Regions from separate parts of the Mus musculus genome. Here all the other regions are linked to region 1. The links are chromatin contacts, called in public Hi-C and HiChIP or PLAC-seq maps. All regions are on one chromosome and are shown on one strand. Each heading gives the region's core, a stretch centred on a gene start, on an enhancer-like site or on the middle of the called end of the contact. The rest is flanking DNA. Distances are from core to core; before and after follow the strand shown. Region 1 holds the start of Ggta1 (glycoprotein galactosyltransferase alpha 1, 3). Region 2 overlaps Ttll11 (tubulin tyrosine ligase-like family, member 11). Region 3 holds the start of Rab14 (RAB14, member RAS oncogene family).

What was found. A called contact is a pair of places that touch in the nucleus more often than the background predicts. HiChIP or PLAC-seq counts read pairs in DNA pulled down with a chosen protein or histone mark.
Region 2: a contact with region 1 is called in an H3K4me3 HiChIP or PLAC-seq map of pro-B cells, with 4 times the contacts expected there. The contact joins the enhancer-like site here to the promoter of Ggta1 in region 1. A contact is called at or near these places in 4 of 39 promoter capture datasets (cranial neural crest, frontonasal cranial neural crest, hippocampal neurons and 1 more), 8 of 115 datasets of contacts at active chromatin or transcription factors (bone marrow-derived dendritic cells, bone marrow-derived macrophages, embryonic stem cells and 4 more) and 2 of 9 other capture datasets (adipose tissue and liver).
Region 3: a Hi-C map of pre-B cells shows a contact between it and region 1, with 2.8 times the contacts expected there. The contact joins the promoter of Rab14 here to the promoter of Ggta1 in region 1. A contact is called at or near these places in 4 of 39 promoter capture datasets (the C10 cell line, macrophages and pre-B cells), 2 of 484 Hi-C or Micro-C datasets (embryonic stem cells and pre-B cells), 6 of 115 datasets of contacts at active chromatin or transcription factors (the 230-238 cell line, bone marrow-derived dendritic cells, effector CD8 T cells and 3 more) and 2 of 9 other capture datasets (adipose tissue and liver).

What each region holds. Positions count from the first base shown.
Region 1 is chr2:35,459,091-35,463,780 of GRCm38.p6, reverse strand. Ggta1 (glycoprotein galactosyltransferase alpha 1, 3) reads left to right here and starts at 2,332. Exons shown (of 8, transcript NM_001145821.2): 1 at 2,332-2,586.
Region 2 is chr2:35,903,692-35,908,381 of GRCm38.p6, reverse strand. The region is part of intron 3 of Ttll11 (tubulin tyrosine ligase-like family, member 11); the gene reads left to right. The region is part of intron 2 of Gm35396 (predicted gene, 35396); the gene reads right to left. Among named protein-coding and RNA genes, the nearest start is that of Gm35396, 22 kb to the right of the region's middle. Within about 2 kb of position 2,046, at least 23 of the 459 cell types and tissues checked have an H3K27ac peak or open chromatin away from gene starts, as enhancers often do. A contact at or near this core is called in pro-B cells, where this site is marked.
Region 3 is chr2:35,198,996-35,203,685 of GRCm38.p6, reverse strand. It overlaps Rab14 (RAB14, member RAS oncogene family), which reads left to right and starts at 2,566. Exons shown (of 8, transcript NM_026697.4): 1 at 2,566-2,926.

The DNA.
Region 1 (4,690 bases), core at 1,083-3,582:
CAGTGTTGTCACAGCTTTCCTTGGGGCGGAGCTTTCCATAGAGTTTGGGCTTTTTACTTTGATGGCTGGCCGCGGGTGGGGGTGGGGGGCTGAGAGGGGCGGGGAGGGAACGAGGAGGGGCAGCGAGCTGAGTCTGACCAACCATTAGGGAAGTGAGAGTGGTCTGTGGGCGGAACCTGAGTGTTGGCGTAAGGAGGTCCTCAGGGGAGGGGCCTAGCTACTCATGAGCCTTCTGGGGCTTACAAAGAGGACCTAGGTTCTGTTCCCACGCCCACAAGGTGACTCGAACCATCTTGAATTCCAGATCTTGGGTTTCCGAGTAGTTTCCTTTGAACTTGTGGGACACCCAAGCACACACGTTGTATATATACATACACATACTTGCATGCAAAACACTCATAAAACAAACAAAAACTTTAAAAATCTTATTTTTTTTAAAACTATAACCAATGGTGGATATTTTAACAAAAGCAAAATTATACCCTTTTATCTGGGGATGAAACAGATCCAATTGAGCCTGAGGGTGGAGCAAACCAGATGAGGGCAGATGTGCTTGTTGGGCATAGAGGTATAAACTCTGCCACGATTATTTTGGGTTCCTTTCTAAATAATTACAGAAGGTCGCAGTGGCTCTGTATAACCCGATCAGAGGACACCCAAGGCTCGAAGGCCACAAGCAAGCTATGCTCTAGATGCCTCTTGGCCAGTTTTCACCCCAGAGCTCAGGACTGGGAGACCTAGCCTAGTAAGCATCCATGGGCAGTCCTTAGCCTGTAGCCCGTGGCCTTTCTCCTTTCTTCCCAGAGAAACACCCAGTGTGGAAAGACCTTCCAGGCTCCCAGGTGTCTGGCTGTAAGCCAAGCCAGTGTCCATGAGACCTTTCCTCATTGCATAGGGTGTCGGTTCCCCACCCCATCACCCAGTAACACCCCCCCCCCCCCACACACACACCCGTAGTTCCTCCTCTGCAGCCCCTATCACCATGGGCAGGTCAGAAGACACAGGCGGCCGTGAGCGATTTCTTTTCTTTTTCTTTTTCTTTTCTTTTTTTTTTTTTTTTGCTGGTTTCAGGCTTTTTTCTGCCTGAGTGGAGATGAAACATCACTCCTCCCACAGATGGGAAAGAGGTGCAGGTTGGGGTAAAGTGAGGGACACCCGATGCATCACACGTGCATCACGCCGGACGTTGTGTTGGGGGTGGGGGTGGGAGTGGACTCTCTAGGCTCCCACTCCTCGGGTCGGCGCACGCCACTTGCCTGCGCCCTAGGCCGCCGAGCTCTGCAGGGGCCAGAGGCGCGCACCCCACCCGACACACCCGGACAGAGCAGCGGCCGGGTCTCCTACAGCGCAGGGCGCCGCCCGCCCGCCCGCCCGCCCGCGTGGTCCCGTCTCCAGCGCAGCAGACAACACACACCCGGCCTGCTTTTGCGGATCAGGTGGGTCCCGCCGGGCGTCTGACACTGAAGCCACGCGAGGGCTTCAGTGGGGAGGAGGTGTGGGCGAGCGGGAGCGCCGCTATTCCGGCCCAGCCCTACCTCGGTCCTTGCTTTTGTCCTGGTCACTCGATCATTTCCTCTGTATCCACTTCTGAACTCTAGGCTCTGTCCCACCCTGAACAGTGTCGCTGCATCTGTTTGCTTACTGGGGTCTCCCGCCACCTTCCCTCGCTATCCGAATAGCTGATATTCAGGGCAGCACAGGGCAGCACAGGGCAGGGCAGGGCAGGGCAGGGCGAGTAGGGCAGATCAGATCCTGGGACCACCGGTACTAACCAGTGAGTGTAGAAAGCAGGAGGTGTCTTTTCCTACTGTAGTTAGGACAGGGCGGGTTGGCTCTTCTTATGGACAAGATGGAAAAGGGGTGCAGGTAGGGGCAAAGTGAGAGACACTCGAATTTGAGAGACAGACAGACTCCTAACAGTGAAGGAAGGACCAAGCCAAAATCAAGCCTGGGCAAAGTCTCAGGCACTAACTTTGCTGTGTTGGGTGATGGGAGGTAATCTCGTCACAACTTTTCAAACCACCTCGTTCCCACTGCAAGGAGACACCATCAAGTGTTTGAAGATGGCAGGGGAACCTCTCAACAAAACACACACACAAACGTTTTATTATTTTATATTTATTTTGCATGCAAAGTACTGTGTTTCATTATGGCATTTTCATACATATGCGATTGCACAAACTCTTGAAAATCATCCAAGAAACAGCAAAGCGGGAAATAATGTTGTGGGGGGGGGGCGCGGAGGAGAGAGAACAGAGACTGGAGAGAGTGCTGTCCTCCTTGCTGCGGGGGCCAGGAAGAGGCTAGGAGGGCGGGGATGTCAACGCCACTAGCTCCTCCCTCAGGAAGGACCCCAGGGACTCTTATTTTTGTAGTTTTGCTTGTCTGGGCCACTATCGGCCCCAGAACAGATCTGACTGCCTCTTTCATTCGCCCGGAGGTAGATAGGTGTGTCTTAGGAGGCTGGAGATTCTGGGTGGAGCCCTAGCCCTGCCTTTTCTTAGCTGGCTGACACCTTCCCTTGTAGACTCTTCTTGGAATGAGAAGTACCGATTCTGCTGAAGACCTCGCGCTCTCAGGCTCTGGGTAGGCAAAGGCGAGGGGGCTCGCCATGGCTCGGGTTGTCCAGGGATTGGGGCATCAGGACTACGGGAGTCTCTGCCTTTTGATAGTGCTTCCTTACAGTTATTTTTGGGAGTAGTTGCTTCTTCCTGATGGGAGCCGCGTGCGGGTCCAAGCTATCTTTTGCAAGTAACAGGTGTCTGGTGACTAAATGCAGGGCTGAACACTTCACTTGGGATTACCTGGTTCCAGGGACTTTGAGTATTGGCGCAGGCCCCAAATGGCCTAGGAGGGGTACCTGGAGACCCTGGCTCCTGCTCCTGTGATCTTACTACATAGAACCGATTCTTTTATTTCTACTTTCTGTGTTAGGAACGCCCCAAGAGGATGTTTTGGGGAGGCCTCCTGTCCCCATTCCCTGTGATTAGGGTCAGTTTTCAGTGGAATGCCTGAGATCAGAAGGCGGGAGATCAATTGATTACTGTCAATGGCCCCCTGTGGCTAAACTTTACCGGAAGCTTTCTCAGTCACAGAGCAGGAAAGGCCGCCTTGCACTGGCCATACTGACTCTGAGCAGCCATTTGCCCGGTTTCTGACACTTCTGAGCCAGGGGCTGACCATGGGTTTTATTCCCTGTGCACTTCTGGGTCTTGGTGAAACTTTTAGTGTACATGGGTCTCTTAGGTTCCCCAGCCTAACAGGATAAGCTTGGCACTGTTGGCTGGATTTATAGAGAAGGAAATCAAAGTTGGGAGAAGCCAAGTCACTGGTTTATGGGTGCTCAGGGTTTGGATTGAATCTGAGGTTGGAATGCACTCCAGCCAGCCTCTAAGGCTTGTGTGCTTCCTGTTTGTTTGTTTGGAGTGTGTGGTTTTGTTTTGTTTTGTTTTGTTTTGTTTTGTTTTGAGACAGGGTTTCTCTGTGTAGCCCTGGCTGTCCTGGAACTCATTCTGCAGACCAGGCTGGCCTCGAACTCAGAAATTCCCCTGCCTCTGCCTCCCAAGTGCTGGGATTAAAGGCGTATGCCACCACAACCTGGTTGCTCACTTTCTATTCAGCATCTCCCACCATGGCAAGAAAACGACTAAGGAACAGATGGCATGACTCTGGGGGGAAGGGCTGGGGAGAGTGGAAGGGAAGAGGTAGTGGGTGGGGCTGAGCATTTCAACAGGTGCAGTTCAGGTATAAATATTATTTTTTGAAGTGAATATGCTTTCTGATAAATAATCAGGGGTCTTTACAAGTTATTTACTAATTTTTAATTACACTCTAATTTACGTACACTAAAATACATAAACCGTAAGCATTCTTGGTTTTAATGAGTTGGAAGGTTTTTAGAGGGACAGTCCTTGTGTTTGGTCTAGGCTGGTCATTTTCTGAGAAGTGGCTGAAGTCTTGTGTGACAAAACTTTTGCCAGGGGATACAGCACACCTGTCTACTCACCTGGATAGTGAGTCCAGGGCAGACCAAAATACGGATACCACCAAAATCCAACTTGGCGGACCCCAGAGCTTTATTAATGTTATTTATGGGAATATAGGTGAGGGGTTACTTACAGAAGTATACATGACTCATGGATAGCTGTATCATCAAAGGACAGGTGACAAGTCACAAAAGCTGGGAACCTGGAGCATAGCCTTCAGATAATTCAATAGTTGGAGAGTACCCTTTCCAGGTAACTGATCTAAACCTGGTCTAGGCAGTCCAGCTGGTTTCTGCTTCTTCCAGGCAGCTGGTCTGGTCTCAGAGTCTTCTTTGCAGCTCAGCTTCTATCAGTCTGAGAGTAACTCTCAGTTTTTATTGCTTGCTCTTGTAGGGAGGGGCCTAGTGAATCTGGTCAGTTTCAGGGACTTCCTGGATCTGTTTTTTGGTTTTTTGTTTTTTTTTGTTTTTTTTTTTTTTGGTTTTTCGAGACAGGGTTTCTCTGTGTAGCCCTGGCTGTCCTGGAACTCACTCTGTAGACCAGGCTGGCCTCGAACTCAGAAATCCACCTGTCTCTGCCTCCCAAGTGCTGGGATTAAAGGTGTGCGCCACCACTGCCTGGCAGATCTAATTTTTCTTATTGTATGTGTTCTTTCCTATAATGTATCTAATTTTAATCATATGTCCACCTAGGGAGATTCTCCC
Region 2 (4,690 bases), core at 797-3,296, 440 kb before region 1:
GAGTGGGAGTCTTGTGTGATCTCTTGAGTGGGAGTCTTGTGTGATCTCATGAGTGGAGGCTTATGTCTATTCCTGACATTAGTGGTCATTCTCTTGCTGTTCTCCACCATTGGCAGTCTCCTGAATGTCTTCTGTTCTCTCCTGCTTTGCCATCTACTCAAGTTGTTCTTTGCAACCACCCTCATCACCTCCCACTTTGCCTCTCAGATGGCCCGTGTTGCCCTTCTTGTTTGGCCTGGGTCACCTACATGACAGCAGCTTCAGTCTTAGCTGGCCTCAGGAATTGTTGTGTACATCAAGAGTTGGAATTTCCCTTGAGTCTCAGACCTCACAGCTGTTGGACTGGTCCCTTGTGTCCTGCCCAGTACACACTTTGTCTATCAGAGTCTTGTTTGTCCTGAAGATCCACAGCCCGTTCCCATGACACCAATGGCCTGCATTGTTAGAATGAAACGTAGGTCTTCCAATGTGACAAAACATGGCTCTAACTATCTTTGACATCTCTGGTGTCATCATAATTCAGAACTTGTCCCCATGCTTTCCCCTTGTTGCTAATAACGCTCTGTGGCTTTCTAGTCTGGCTGCTGAACTTCCTCCCTCCAGGTGCTCTGCCTTGCTTCTCACACAGGCCTTGCCTGCTTGATGCAAACTCGTCATAAATCTCCCGTGCAAATCCCTGAGCTCACAGGTCACCCTGTGTGCTGATGGTAACGCACAGCATGATCTCTCTGGTGGTTCCATGAATGTTTGTGATACAGCCTCCAATAGAGAATCCCCTGCTTAGCACTAGTTAGCTGGTTGAGCCCCAGGACCTTCTAGTAAACCCTCAATTTTATAGGTGAACATGGCAGAGCACAGAAGAAAGTCCAGTGACCTTCCATGGTCACATGACAGGCAGAAATATCCTAGCAACACTGGAGCCAAAATCCAGATTTTTCTGGTTTACACTTCTTTCAACTCAGCGAAGGCTAATTGGTGCAAACACACATAACAAAAGTTTACCAGCTTTGCCTATTTTTTCTTTTGTGTGGCAGGGAGGGTACACGTATGTTTTCACATAGATGTACGCACACGTATGTGTGTACACATGGAGACCAGAGACTGCTGTCAAGAATCTCTGAGCTAGTCCTTGGTGTTAGCTTTCCAGACTACCTGGAGTTCATCGCTTCCGCTATGCTGGCCAATCAGAGAGCTGCTGGGATCTGCCTGTCACAGTGCTGCCCACCCCACCCCGATTCTGGCATTATAGGCACATGCCACATGCCCAGCTTTTTATCTGGTTGCTGGGGCTAGAACCTAGGCCCACATGCTTGGGTGCAGGGACTCTATCAGCTTCATAATTTTTGGAGGGTAAAGTTCAGTGGTACAAATATTGCCCAATCCAACTGTAGAATTTTTAAAACCTTAAGTAACTGAAATTCTGTCCTTATTAAATTGCTAACTCTACTAACCACCCCACCCCACCCCCAACCCCAACCCCTTCTATTTCTGTATTCTTGCCACTTCAAATTCTTAAGAATTTGACTTCTTGGGGACCTTGCACAGTGGGATCCTAAAGTCCTTTTGGTTTTGTGTTTGGCTTGTTTCTCTGCACAGAGTGCTCAAGGTTTTGGTCTTATCATTCCCTTCCGTTTTCAGGCTAATAATATCCCACTTAAGTAATGTTGGAAAGCCAGGCTTTCTCAGACGCCTTTCCAGAATACCACTAGGGGGCAGTAAAGGTGCAGAAAATTTTCAATAAGCCTCCTGAGTGCCAGGCAAGCCAGCCGGCATCCCCTATGTATCTCTTTCAGCCATCCGAGTATACAGTTACAAGATAATGGATTTCACATCCGACAGCAGAGTTGGATAAACCAAAGATACCATCAGCTGTAGTTTAAGAGCCGTCTTCCTCACATTCCGGCCAACACTAAGGCATAGAACTTCATTTCAGACAGTGGCTTCAGATGCTATTTTGGCTTAATTAATTCACTTTAGTCCGGTGGTTCTCAGTGCACACGACAGAATCACATATTCAGGCTTCAGCCAGAATCGTCAGAGTTTCAGTGGAAGGTGAGGGTGAGGTTGGGCCCAGAGACAGAAGCTATATTTAGCTTCAGTCGTTGAGTGGAAAGATGTCTGTTAAGCAAAACCAGAAAGGTTCAGAAGATAGGAATTCTGTTTTTTTTTTTTTTTTTTTTTTGGCTAAAGTAATGGCTGAGGGGACTGGAAATATAGCAACCTCATTTCCTAGACCCAGCACTTGTATGTGCATATGTGTGGAGGTCAGAGGTCAGAGGTCAAATGTCAAAGCCAACGGTCCTTCTCAATTGCTCTTTACCCGTTTTAAGACAAGGTCTCTCATTGTGCCTGGAGCCCAGTGGGCAGCCAGCCCTGGGTTCCTCCTGTCTCTGCCTCCCTAGATCTGGAATCACAGTGTTACACCACCATGTCTAGCTTTCTTATGTGGGTGCTGGGGGTCACACTTAGGTCCTGCCTGCAGAGCAGTTAGTGAGCCAGGCTGTGGCACTTTTGAACACATTAGGAACCCAGACTGAAGATTTGGGGTTGGGGTATCCCAGACAGCTCAGGATTCAAAGACACAGTTCCAAGACAGCCATGTTCAGGGTGAGGTCAGAGCCCAGATATTAGTAATGGCTGAGATATTAAAGTCTTTGGCTGATTAGTAGTGGCGCACGCCTTTAATTCCAGCACTTGGGAGGCAGAAGCAGGCGGGATTTCTGAGTTCAAGGCCAGCCTGATCTACACAGAGAAACTCTCTCTTGAAACAAAACAAAACAAAACAAATCAAAACAAAACAAAACAAAAAGTCTTTGCTATAGGAATCAGAAAAACGGGTCTTTCATTTTATCTTATCAAAAATAAAATTGTCACAGGGAACCTGAGGTGGGATCAAAGACCTAGGCTCTCACCCCACCTGCCTCGCTAGCCAATCATGGGACCCCAGGCGGGCCCCGCCCCTTCCCTCAGCCTCAGCCTCCCCTCTGCATTATGAGCAGATGGGATGATGTCGGTCTCCGAGGATCCTTTTGGTTCAGAAAATTCAACGATTCTCTTAGAATTAATAATCTTGATTTGTAATGACTCTGGCACAGAGAGGAAGAAATATTTAACACTGTAATGAATGACAGAGACTATTGACCATGTAGTTTAATTTATTTAAGGCACATACCCTGAATTCAAAGGAGAAAATATCACTCTGATAATATATTGAACTGTTAGTATCATCGGCCTAGCAAAAGCTTTCTAGAGGGAAAAATTACCCACCAGTGCAAACTTGACATTTTTCACTTGCTGATCCACGGCTGTCGTTCGTCCATAGCAGCCATGTTTGCTGTAAAGGCTGTGCGTGTGGATGCTTCGGATGAATATTAAATAATGACATAAGCGTCAAGGTCACTGTTGCAGGAAAGGCTGTGAGGAGGTTGGGCCTGAGAGGGAGCCCGCATTGATCTCTTGTGAAGTTCTGTTCTGGAATCCTGCTGACGTGGAGGACACAATTGATGGGAGCCATTATCAAGGCTGTAAGTGTCCCTCCATTGTTAAGGATCTTTTACAAGACCCAGGAATCGGCAAAAGCTTCAGCTAGAAATATAGGCCAGTCAAAGAGATAAGTGCATTCTAGAGAGTGGGTGGCCTGGGTCAGGCTTGCACAGCGAAGGCAAAGGCTGACGGGAGGCCAGCGCCAGACCATCATCGACTTCTCCTGCAAGTCGGGCACTGCTCCTGGGGATGGCTCAGAAGAGAGCTTCCATGCCAGGAGCTACAGAGAGCAAGGTGTCTGTCTTCACATGTCTTCTCTGAGCATTTCAGCCCACCTTCTTCCATAGCTTCCCAAAGCACCCCAACAAAGATGTCTGGATGGCTCAGGCCTTCTGAGTTTGTAAAGTATAGAAATGTATGTCTTTCAGCTCCAGAGGCTAAGAAGTCCAGTATCAAGATGCTGATAGCTGGTGAGGGGCCTTCTATGGGACAAGACACATCCAATGTGCTAGCCAGCACACAGGAGGGCTGGTCTCTCCCTTTCTTATGAAACTACCAGTGCTGTCATATCGCTCTATGCTTAGGCTTCTTCAACTTTACCTGCCAAGTTTCTACATTAAGATACCATCAACATGTGCATATTAGAGGTTAAGTTTCCAACATGTGAGCTTCAGGGGGAATACCTTGAAGCCATAGCCTGGAGGAATCAGGTACCCATAAATTATACACAACCACAGGTCCAGATCTGGGCTGGCCAAGTGCCTAGATGGTCTTGGGCATGTCCTGCTAGCCCAGATCTGGGAAAGAGCAGCTGCTGCAGATGACAGAACCTAGTTCCTGAAAGGTCCAGACAGGTAGAGGGATTGGCCAAGTCTGTGAGATACACATAATAAAGCAGAAAGCCTGTTTCTCGTGTGCTAGCTCAGGGTTTGTTACTGTGCCTGGTCCTTTGTACATCTCGGCTGGTCACTTCTTTGTATTGTTCCATTGAGGGTTGAAAAGAATATGGAGGAAGGCACAGGGCTCTAGGGTAATCAATCCAGGATTTAGCCTCAACGCTGCTGCCTCCCCCAGTTAAACTCACAAGTTTATTTTCTCTTTGAGTCCTTAGCCTGCTCAGGTGGTCGGATGTTTGCCTAGCATGCACAGAGCCCAGCACCACACAAGCCAGCTGTGATACTTGCTTATCTGTAATCCTAGCACTTGG
Region 3 (4,690 bases), core at 1,317-3,816, 260 kb after region 1:
AAAGGAAGCATAGTGAAGACATACTGGACCAAAGCAAGACTGAAAATCAGCAGGGCAAACTCTAAATTCTGCATCAGATGTGTGATATCAAAGCGCTCTCCACATCTCCAACCCCCTTTAGCTTTGTTGGCTGAAACAGACTTCTTTCTTGGGATGGTTCCACATTTAGTCGGCAGCTTTCCTTGTCAGCTCTCCTACAACTCTGGCATCGCAAACATCTTGGGGTCTCCAAGGCAATCCAGGCTTCACCTTCACAGATCCATGCAGTGGTCTTTCTAGATCTCCATGTAGAGGACAACGCTGACTCATTCCTGGCTTCAGTGGCTTTCCTTAGCCATGGAGAGAGATTCCACAGTCCATATCTGGTATCCTTGACTCTAAAGTCAGAACCATGTGCCTGAAGCTGCCATGATCTTCTCTTTGCTGGGGCTGGAACATGGCCCCTTGTTCAAATACATTTTCACCACCTTTCTGCTTTCTATGGTTTCTTTAATTGCTTAAAAATTTCCTTAATCCCTTTTGACAAACTGGCAGCTTAGTTGAGTGGGGTCCTCCCCTGAGGCCACCACTGCCTTTATTCCATTTAGCATCAGGCTTTTCTTTTAAACTTTTTCCAGAGCCCAAGACTCTTAGCTCCATTATACTTTCTAGTGCTATAACTGTGCATTCTGTATTTCTCTCTGCCCAACTTGCTTCTTTTCATTGTAGATCTAAATAAAAGTGACCACTAGTGACACAGTCAACACTAGGCTATCTTGAAATCTCCTCTTCCAAGGCCATTAATTCATTAATTCTTCAATTTATCCTCCAGGAATTTTTAGGACAAAGTGGCCATATTCTTTGTCAAAATATCACAAGGATGGCCTCTAGGCCACTCATTATTCCCCTCTGAAATATCTTGAGTAGGTTCCTATTCAAATTGCCCTCGGCACTGTCTTCCATGTTCCTACCAGGATGGCATATTAAGCCCCACTTAAAATCTCCAATGCTTTTTCTAGTCCAAAGTCCCAGTTGTTTCCATATTCCTCCAACAAATGGAATGGTCATGACTGTCACACAACACCCCAGTCCATGGCACCAATTTCTATCTTATATATGTCATATGGGGCCCATTCTTATTTAAACCACCACAATGAATTAAACCACTGACCTCCAGGACTGGAAGAGAGTACCTTATGCTTATCAAATAATAATAGTCCCCATTCAAGGTATTATATGCCAGGAATTTTGTATGCATTGTCTATTTAATTTTAACAAGAAAGATAGGAATTAGATATCACATCCTTACTTTGGAGAAAAGTCTGAGGACCTGAGAAAGTAAATGACATGTATAAAACTGTTGTCTGTATCATGTATTTATCAAAACAAGAGATTTTCAAACTGCTATGTATTTTTCTAATGACATCTCACTTTCCTAAGGCAGAACCAGTTTACAACGAAAGGTTTTAAACGCTTAGAATTGCGACTTTTCTTTGGGGGTTCTGGAAAGGGCCATTTTATCCACTAGGCATGGTAGGGATAATGGTTACAGTCCATAGTCCCTTCAGAGACACACAAGATATGTACCAAATCCTTTAAAATCATGGGGGGAAACCTGGGTGTGATGGTGCATGTCTTTAACCATAACACGGGAATACAGAGACTGGCAAATCTCTGCAAGTTAGAGGCCACCCTGATTCACATAGTGAGTTCCAGGGGAACCAGAAGTACATACTGAAATCCTGTATTGAACCCCACTCCACTCCTCAAAAAAAATCAGGAGAAAAAAGGTCAACTTCTATGCTGAAAAAAAAAATTGCTTTGCTTTGCGTTATTAACATATCCATCCTTGTGGCAATGTAATTGTAAAATATAAATTAAACGTAAATGTAAGATAAATAACGTAAATGTCAAATAAATAATAAGATAAAAAAAGGAAATGTAAGATAAACGTAAATGTAAGATAAGTAAATCCACATCCAGGTTCTACAAGGCAAAAAGACGAAAGACCAAGAAAGTGAAACTGTTGCTTTCACCAAGGTGTCTTGGGAAGGTGGGAGTGGGAAGTGTCTTGGGAAGGTGGGAGTAAAAATGTCAAGTTTCCCTCTTCCTGTTGCTGGTGTCCGCAAAGCAAGGTTAAGCTAGACAAAGATGAAACACAAGAAAGGGCCACCTCCTAGCTACATGATTATACAAATGGGTTGGTCAATGTGAACCACCCTTTTGCCTCTGATGGCACGAGAAGCGTCTCTGGGTGTTGGCCAGCCTTGTTCCTACTAGTCTCCAATTGGTCTGTAAATGTTGAATAAATGCAGTAAATACGTGTGTGTTCCAGAAGCCGGTATACAGAGGCGGCCCAGTGATAAGCAGTTACGCGTATTAAAAATAGTTAGGTCTCTAACGGCGACAATTCTGGACAGACACTGTCAACCCTTAGAAAACAGCGTGCGAACCTGCGCAGTAACTCCGCCGGGAGGCGTGGCACACGACTACGCTTGCGCAGGCTCCTTTCCCCGCCTCCTTCAGGCGTGAGGACCAGTGGGGGCGGGCCGAGGCCGAGGCGGGTCTACTCCGGAGGGGCGAACTGACGAAGGGGCGTGGCCGTCAGGTTAGTCTCCACCACCCTCTTCCGGGCTCCGCTGGCTGCGCGCGCATCCTCCCCCCTTCTTTTGTGGTCCGGCCCATTGCGAGGGTGACAGGAAACCCTGTGCAGGGAGCGCCGCCATCTTGGGCCAGCCCGAGGAAGATCCTGAGGGAGCCGCAGGAGCAGCCGCCGCCGCCACCGCGACTGCCACCCGAGTGTCTGCAACCTCCGGCCAGCCCGCCTACCTGCCAGGGCCTCGGCTGACGGATTCCGGCCTCCCTCCCGCCGCGTCCGCCCTCCGCTTCCTCGTCCTGACGTCCCCCTCCCGTCCGGAAAGCTGCCCAGCCACCAGCAACCCCCCAGGTAACCAAGGCCTTCCGCAGGGGCCGCCGGAGCCAGCCTCCCAGCCCGGCCCTTCCAAGGGGCGGAGGCGAGCCGAGAGGTAGGCGGGCGGCGTCCCGGGCTGGGCCCCGCAGGCCGCGGCCAGCCCGGGGGTCGGCGGAGGGCGCCGGCCTGACAGGACTCCGCGGGGCGAGCTGTCGCCCGCGCCGTCCCGGGCGGCTCGCGCTCCCTGCCCGCAGCCGGGCTCCGAGGCGTGCAGGGAGGGTGTGTTCCCACCTCATCCGTCCGACCTGCGGGGCACAGCCGCGGCCTCCGCAGGCCCGAGTCTCGCCGCCTTTGCCCGCGGCTGTAGAACACCCCCGCAGTGTTGCCCCACGCGTGGCGCGCCGGCCTGCCACCCACGAGCCCCCAGCCGTGGCAGTCCCACCCTACAGGGCCTCAACAAAAGGCAGCGCTTCGGCGTCTCGGGCTGGCTCCCGTGTCCTTGTAAGCCACCGCTCTGTCGTCCCGGCTGAGGATTGGGCGTGTGGGACTGTGCGCGAGGTTCTCCGAATCCCTGTAAAGTCCCTGGCCAGCCTGCACTGGTTGGAACCTAGACAGCATCTAGAAAGAACGAAGGGAAAAAGTTTGGGCATCTCGAGAATTTGAGAAAAGACGATGGAACGGGAACGCTAAAACTCCAGTGTGTGCCAGACACGGGTTTAGGTGTCTTCACACATAGCTTGCTTGCTTCGAGTGCCTTTTGAGAGTTTTCCGCATTTTTTTAATAAGGGGCGAGGGACGGACCGAAGCCAGAAGTTGTCCTGTAGCTGAGTAATGATGGAACACAAATGATGGCTTCTCCCTATCCTGGCTGGTATGTTTTGTACTACAGTACATTCCACGAGGGCTGAGATACACAATACTGGATCGGTTCAGAGAGGAGACAACTGAATTCCATTTTCTCTCCATTCACACTGGGTGAGAACTGATAAGACCCAAAATCTATCATGTCAGCTGCTACTCTGGCAAATGCTCCTTGGAGGAGAGGTGGTGGTAGCATGTCCTCCGTATTTGTGAAGAAAGCTATGTTCTTGGTGGCTGCACAGCCAAGTATGGAAATTCTTGGAAAGTTTACTGGTCATGACATGTTGTTTCAATTACCTTTTATGTAAATGTGATTGTTGAGTACAAATTTGACCCATTAATAATGCAGCTTCCTCTTTTCCCTTCCCTGCAGCAGGCGATTATCTCGGGAATTCAGTGTAACTAGGAAATGGCAGAACCCAAGGCACAAAACCTTAGCCTACACGCTTTCGTGCATGGTCAAGTAAAATCGCCCAAACCATACCTACATGTTAGTTACTGAATTGATCCTAACCAAGTTAGCTAACCTCCCAGACTCAGTGTCCTTATAAATTGTGCCCACATTTCAGGGTCATTTTAAGGATTAACTAGAATTAAAGAAAGCTCAGGTTTGACATGCAAGTTGCCTGTAGTTTTGCTAGCCATATAATGGGTGTTTAATATCTGTTGGACAAGTACTGTCGAAGTAGACTCTGGCTTAATCTTACCTGCCCATTTAGTAGTATATAACCATCAGTAAATCACTTCTGACCCGGTTTCCTAACTTGTAAAATGAATTTTTAGGGTTAGAAATTGTTTATAAAGTAGCTAGTTTATATTAGGGGCTCAGTAAGTGGAGTTATTGTAAAGGTGTAAAAACCTTAGATTATAATTGCTATTGAAAATTCCTTGGAATTAAGGCTTTTTAAAAAAATTTGCTTTATATTTTTCATGTTAAAT